Regions from separate parts of the Hordeum vulgare genome. Here region 1 is linked to region 2. Evidence: chromatin contacts called from public HiChIP or PLAC-seq data. All regions are on one chromosome and are shown on one strand. The core of a region is the stretch at or near the end of the contact, and the rest is flanking DNA. Distances in the headings are between cores, read along the strand shown. Region 1 holds the start of LOC123417389 (cytochrome P450 89A2-like). Region 2 holds the start of LOC123448346 (protein phosphatase 2C 50-like).

What was found. HiChIP or PLAC-seq counts read pairs in DNA pulled down with a chosen protein or histone mark.
Region 1: an H3K4me3 HiChIP or PLAC-seq map of embryo shows a contact between it and region 2, with 7 times the contacts expected there. The contact joins the promoter of LOC123417389 here to the promoter of LOC123448346 in region 2. A contact is called at or near these places in 1 of 6 Hi-C or Micro-C datasets (leaf) and 1 of 1 datasets of contacts at active chromatin or transcription factors (embryo).

What each region holds. Positions count from the first base shown.
Region 1 is chr1H:487,476,963-487,479,722 of MorexV3_pseudomolecules_assembly, forward strand. LOC123417389 (cytochrome P450 89A2-like) reads left to right here and starts at 1,346. Exons shown (of 1, transcript XM_045106897.1): 1 at 1,346-2,760. The coding sequence starts at 1,346.
Region 2 is chr1H:487,126,032-487,128,731 of MorexV3_pseudomolecules_assembly, forward strand. LOC123448346 (protein phosphatase 2C 50-like) reads left to right here and starts at 1,317. Exons shown (of 4, transcript XM_045125185.1): 1 at 1,317-1,931; 2 at 2,022-2,360; 3 at 2,451-2,556. The coding sequence starts at 1,563.

The DNA.
Region 1 (2,760 bases), core at 96-2,595, 350 kb after region 2:
ATGAATTGTATTCGGAGACTAATCTTCTATTGTATTCGATAAATATGATGTTTATATGTTGTGTTGTTTATATTTTGTGATGTAATGTATTTTGTAACCTGTGCAAATATCAGAAAAGCAAAAAATATAATTTCTAATATTCATAGTAGTGACGCACCATATTGCACTTTAGTGGCGCACATGAATAAACACATGAGTGGCGCATAACCCAGAGCACAAGATACACATGGCCCCTTAGAGTAACAACAGTGGCGCACTTCTGGGACAGTAATAACGCACCAGGTGATGCGCCACTATTATGTAAATTAACAGTGGCGCATCAGGCGTGCGCCATTACTATTTATTAGTAGTGGCGCACCTATAGTGCGCAATTAATAGCCAAAATAGGTGTGTCACTAACAACCTTTTTTCTAGTAGTGTATAATTTATTTTTATAATTCATATTGTCATAATTTATTGTAGTTTCAAACAAGGCCTTAAATGGACTAAATTCAGGCGTTTGGGTGTGATGTTGGAGTTGGCCTAATTTCGTATGTGAGCTTCTATGTAAAACGTGCAAGTAACCTGCTTCCGTGTGTCTATCATGTCTATATACATAGACTCAAGGCTATGAGCTAACAAACAGACTCGATCGATATTTTCTACATGTACAATAGTTGATAAGATGATGTTATCTTAAATCTTACATGTAATTTAAAGATGACAAAAGAAATGTCTTATAATAGATCATCTCTTAGCCTTATCTTTAATAACTAGTTATTCCTAAAAACATGGCGAGACATATTGTGTTAAGAGATCATCTTTTGTTCTCTCTAAACCTTATTTTATGAGTTCTCTCCAAAATAAGAGAAGACAAACCTTATTTTATGAGTTCTCTCCAAAATAAGAGAAGACAAACCTTATTTTATGAGTCCTATAGCATCACTACATGCCCACAAAACGGAACACCAAACCTACTAAGGACATGTCTAACTAGCACAGCCACATGTTTTTTTTTTTTGTGTGTGTGTGTGTTTTTGCGATGAAGCATAGCCACACGGTCGCAACTCACTATGTGACAAGCAGCCTATTAGCACACCTAGCCGAACAACACCCGCCCAATGTAATCATTGGTGCCCTAACTTGACACGCATGCAAGCTTCCTAACTACTCCTCCACATAGTGATCGCTAACGCTAAATGTAACACCATGTGCAACCGTGATTTTTAACACATTTACAAACTCGAGATTGTCCGAACAACTACGTTGCTTAGGATACTCAGGATCTCACACGCAAGTGAAAGGAGATCTATAAAAATGGCAGCCACTTAGCCGACATTGGTCCACAGCCAGCTACAGCAGCACCATGGCAACGTTTCACTTCTTCCTCATTACGAGTACGATCCTCTCGGCGCTCGTTTTACTCCTCCGTTTCCGCCCTGTGCAGGGCGATGGCAAGCGCCTCCCGCCTGGCCCGTCGTCCCTGCTTTTGCTATTCAGCACTGCGTGGCTAGGGCTGACGAGCTCGCCGGCCGAGGCAGAGCCCGTGCTCCAACGGCTGTTCAGGCGCTATGGCCCCATCATGTCGCTGCGAGTGGGGTCAAGGCTGGCCATCTTCGTCGCCGACCGACGCCTTGCACACACGGCGCTCGTCCAGCGCGGGGCCGCCCTGGCCGACCGCCCCAGCTTCGCAACGGCCAGGATCCTCGGTGCGGACGACAATTACTCCGTGACCCGCGCCGGCTACGGGCCGGTGTGGCGCCTACTGCGTCGCAACCTCGTCGCCGAGACGCTGCACCCGTCACGTGCCCACCAGTTCACGCATGCACGCTTTTGGGCCCGCCGCGTGCTCGTCGAGAAGCTGCGGCGCCAGGCCGACGACGGCGGGGCGCCTGCCCCGGTCACGGCCACGTTCCAATACGCCGTGTTCTACCTCCTCTTGACCATCTGCTTCGGCGAGAGGCTTGACGAGAACGTGGTGCGCACCATCACCGCCGCACAGAACGACCAGGTGCGATACATGTTCAGCAAAATGTCCGTCTTCGCCTTCGTCCCATCGGTCGCCGAGCACCTCTTCTCCGGACGCATCCGGAAAATGCTTTCCCTGCGGCGGCGGCAGAAGGAGCTCTTCCTACCGCTGATCGACGCGCGTCGGAACGGCGAGCGCGAGCCGAGGCAGAGCAAATCGGAAACCACGTTGGAGCACTCGTACGTGGACACGCTGTTCGACGTCAGGCTCCCGCAGGAGGGGAACCGCCCACTCACCGACGACGAGATAGTCAACCTCTGCTCAGAGTTCCTCACCGCAGGGGCTGACACCACCTCCACCGCACTGACGTGGATTATGGCCGAGCTGGTAAAAAACAAGGCCATCCAGGAGAGGCTCTACGAGGAAATCAAAGCCTGGACAAAGGACGACCGTGAAGAGGTCTCCGAGGAAGACATTCAGAGCATGCCTTACCTCAAGGCGGTGGTTCTCGAGGGCTTGCGGAAGCACCCGCCTGTGCACTTCGTGCTGCCGCACATGGCAGCGGAGGACGTGGAGGTTGGCGGGTACCTCGTCCCCAAGGGTTCCACAGTGAACTTCATGGTGGCCGAGATGGGTAGGGACGAGCAGGAGTGGGAGAAGCCCATGGAGTTCATTCCAGAGCGATTCCTGGCTGGCGGCAAAGGGGTGGACGTGACTGGCAACACGGGGATCAAAATGATGTCGTTCGGCGTCGGGCGGAGGATCTGCGCCGGTCTGAACATTGCCATGCTTCACCTGCTCTACCTGGTGGC
Region 2 (2,700 bases), core at 67-2,566:
CCCCGGCTGGGATGGCAACGTGTCCTGACGGATGGGTGGGGCCGCCGGAAAGGTAGGAAACTGCGAGGGGAAAGAAAATAAATGGCGACGGACGGACACGTGGTGCTCTGCTCCACAGGCTTTGATTAGGCGTGGGGCCCTGCTGGGTAGTAGCAGTACTGTTCTTTAATTCGTTCCATTTATTTTGTCTGCTCGTGTCGCCCATCCCGAAATGGCCGCCGTGTCATCAACATCGGAGGATACGCTCGGATTTTGAGTATCCGCGGCTTTTTCATTTAAAATCCATGCTTCAAATAATTTATTTCCTCCACGTCCTCCTGAAACTTGTAAGTGTTTTTTTTTTCAATGATGCCAAGCATAGGACAGTTTTAATCCCGTGTGATTTGGAATAGCATATGCTAATTGTAATGTAACTATCTCAGTGTTGTTTTTTCAATGATGCCAAGCATAGGATAATTTTAATCCCGTGTGACTTGGAATAGCATATGCTAATTGTAATTGTAATTGTAATTCAAAAGGGTTTGTTGTTTTCCATGTTAAGAAAAGAGAGAGAGAAAGGGTTTGTTGGGTTGGAGGGCCAAAAAAAAACACAAAAACAATACACAACAAGATAGCCGTCATCAATAATTTGAGTTTTTCGAAACAGACAACTGATGCGGGAGAGAATAAATGTCGTTCCTCGCACACCGCACCGGTCGCCTGTGTCGTAAGGCTACGGGTTCCTCGCCCCTTCCCCCTTAACTGAAGGAGCCCACGTGTGTGGTTTTCGCACGATGCGCCTGCATGGCCCATGCATTGCTGACGATAAGCCGAGACCTCGAGCTACACTATGGCTCCGACTGATCGGCCAGCACAACACGATGCAAATTGAACGGAGGCCATTTTGCTCCGCCGTCTTAGGAACCCGACCGGGTGGAGCATCGACAAGGGCTGCAATTTTCACGAGCAGAGCATATGCTTGTATCAAGCCATTTCCAAAACCCAGTCCATGTGTTAGGCCTGCCACATTTCTTTTCACTATAAAACCATCCATTTCCCCTAGAGCACAAGAAAAAAAGCAAGTGACAAATGTTTGTTGTTTAAATGAAATAAAAAAAGCAAGTGACAAATCAGCACGGATTCTGAACAAGTGTACGTGAGGTGGGGTGGGGTGGCGTGGGCCGGGCCCGGGCGACAGGAAAATAATATCGGGAGCGGCCATGGCCACGCGGACCCCTCTGGCAGCAGACACACCGGACGGGAGGGACCGGTGAAGAAGACCTGCCCGGTACGGCGCGCCCGCTCCAATCCCCTCCCCCTTTCCCCTCCCCGGACACGCGCGCGCGCTCCACACCATCATCCATCCTCCTCGTCCTCCCCCCACCCTCCTCCCTCAGCTCCACCCACCATTCTACCCGCGCCTAGCAGCAGCCCAGCCCCTATAGCTGCCTCCCTCCCGGACCCCTCCGGCGCGGGTCTGTCTCTGGCCGCTTTCTTTCTTTCTTTCTCGGGCGAGTCGGCGGCCGCTGTCTTTCCTTTTTCGGTTCACGGGGCCGGCGGGCGGAGGTTCTGTAGCGTCCGGGATGGCGGCTGCTGCGGCGATCTGCGGGGAGGACGAGCCGGCGCCGCGCGATCCGGCCGCGGCGGCCGAGTGCGCGGCGGCGGGCGGCGGGGTCGAGCGGCTGGATCTCGGGGACGGGCGGGCGGCGCTCGTGGCGGGGGGCAAGAGGAGCGTCTACCTCATGGAGTGCGAGCCGGTGTGGGGCTGCGTCGCCACGCCGGGACGCGGCGGGGAGATGGAGGACGCCTGCGCCGCCGTGCCCCGCTTCGCCGACGTGCCCGTGCGCCTGCTCGCCCGGCGCCAAGACCTCGACGGGCTCGGGCTCGACGCCGACGCGCTCCGCCTCCCCTCCCACCTCTTCGCCGTCTTCGACGGCCACGGCGGCTCCGAGGTATGCATATGCCGGGGCTGGAAGCCCCCCTCCCCTCCCATCGGATTCGTCGCCGCGAGCCCCGTGATCTGACGATCTGTCGTCGAGCAGGTGTCCAACTACTGCCGGGAGAGGCTCCACGTCGTGCTGAGCAAGGAGCTGAGGAGGCCCCCCAAGGATCTGGGGGAGATGAGCGATGTGGACATGAAGGAGCACTGGGACGACCTCTTCACCAAGTGTTTCCAGACAGTGGATGACGAGGTGTCGGGGCTTGCAAGCAGGCTTGTCGACGGTGAGCCCCGGTTAGAGCCGATCGCCGCGGAGAACGTGGGGTCGACGGCGGTTGCAGTGGTGGTCTGCTCCTCTCATGTAGTGGTGGCCAATTGTGGCGATTCACGCATCGTGCTCTCGCGCGGGAAGGAGCCTGTTGCTCTCTCAATTGATCAGAAGGTATACAAAGGTTTTGTGAGCATCATAGTATAGGTACAGCATCCACTTTTTTGGGTTAAATTCTGACTATGTTATGCCTTGTTGTTTCAGCCTGACAGGAAGGATGAGCGCGCGAGGATTGAGGCTGCGGGAGGCAAGGTCATCCAATGGAATGGACACCGAGTGTCCGGGATACTTGCTATGTCACGATCCATTGGTATGCAGCTATATTTATCTTGCACCATGTGTTGCTATTTTTCATACGACACGCATCATAGTATGGACCATGTGGTTGAGTTTGAAATTGTAGTCATAGCAACATCAAAGCATGGCGCAAAATTACTTGGTCCGGTGCGATAGG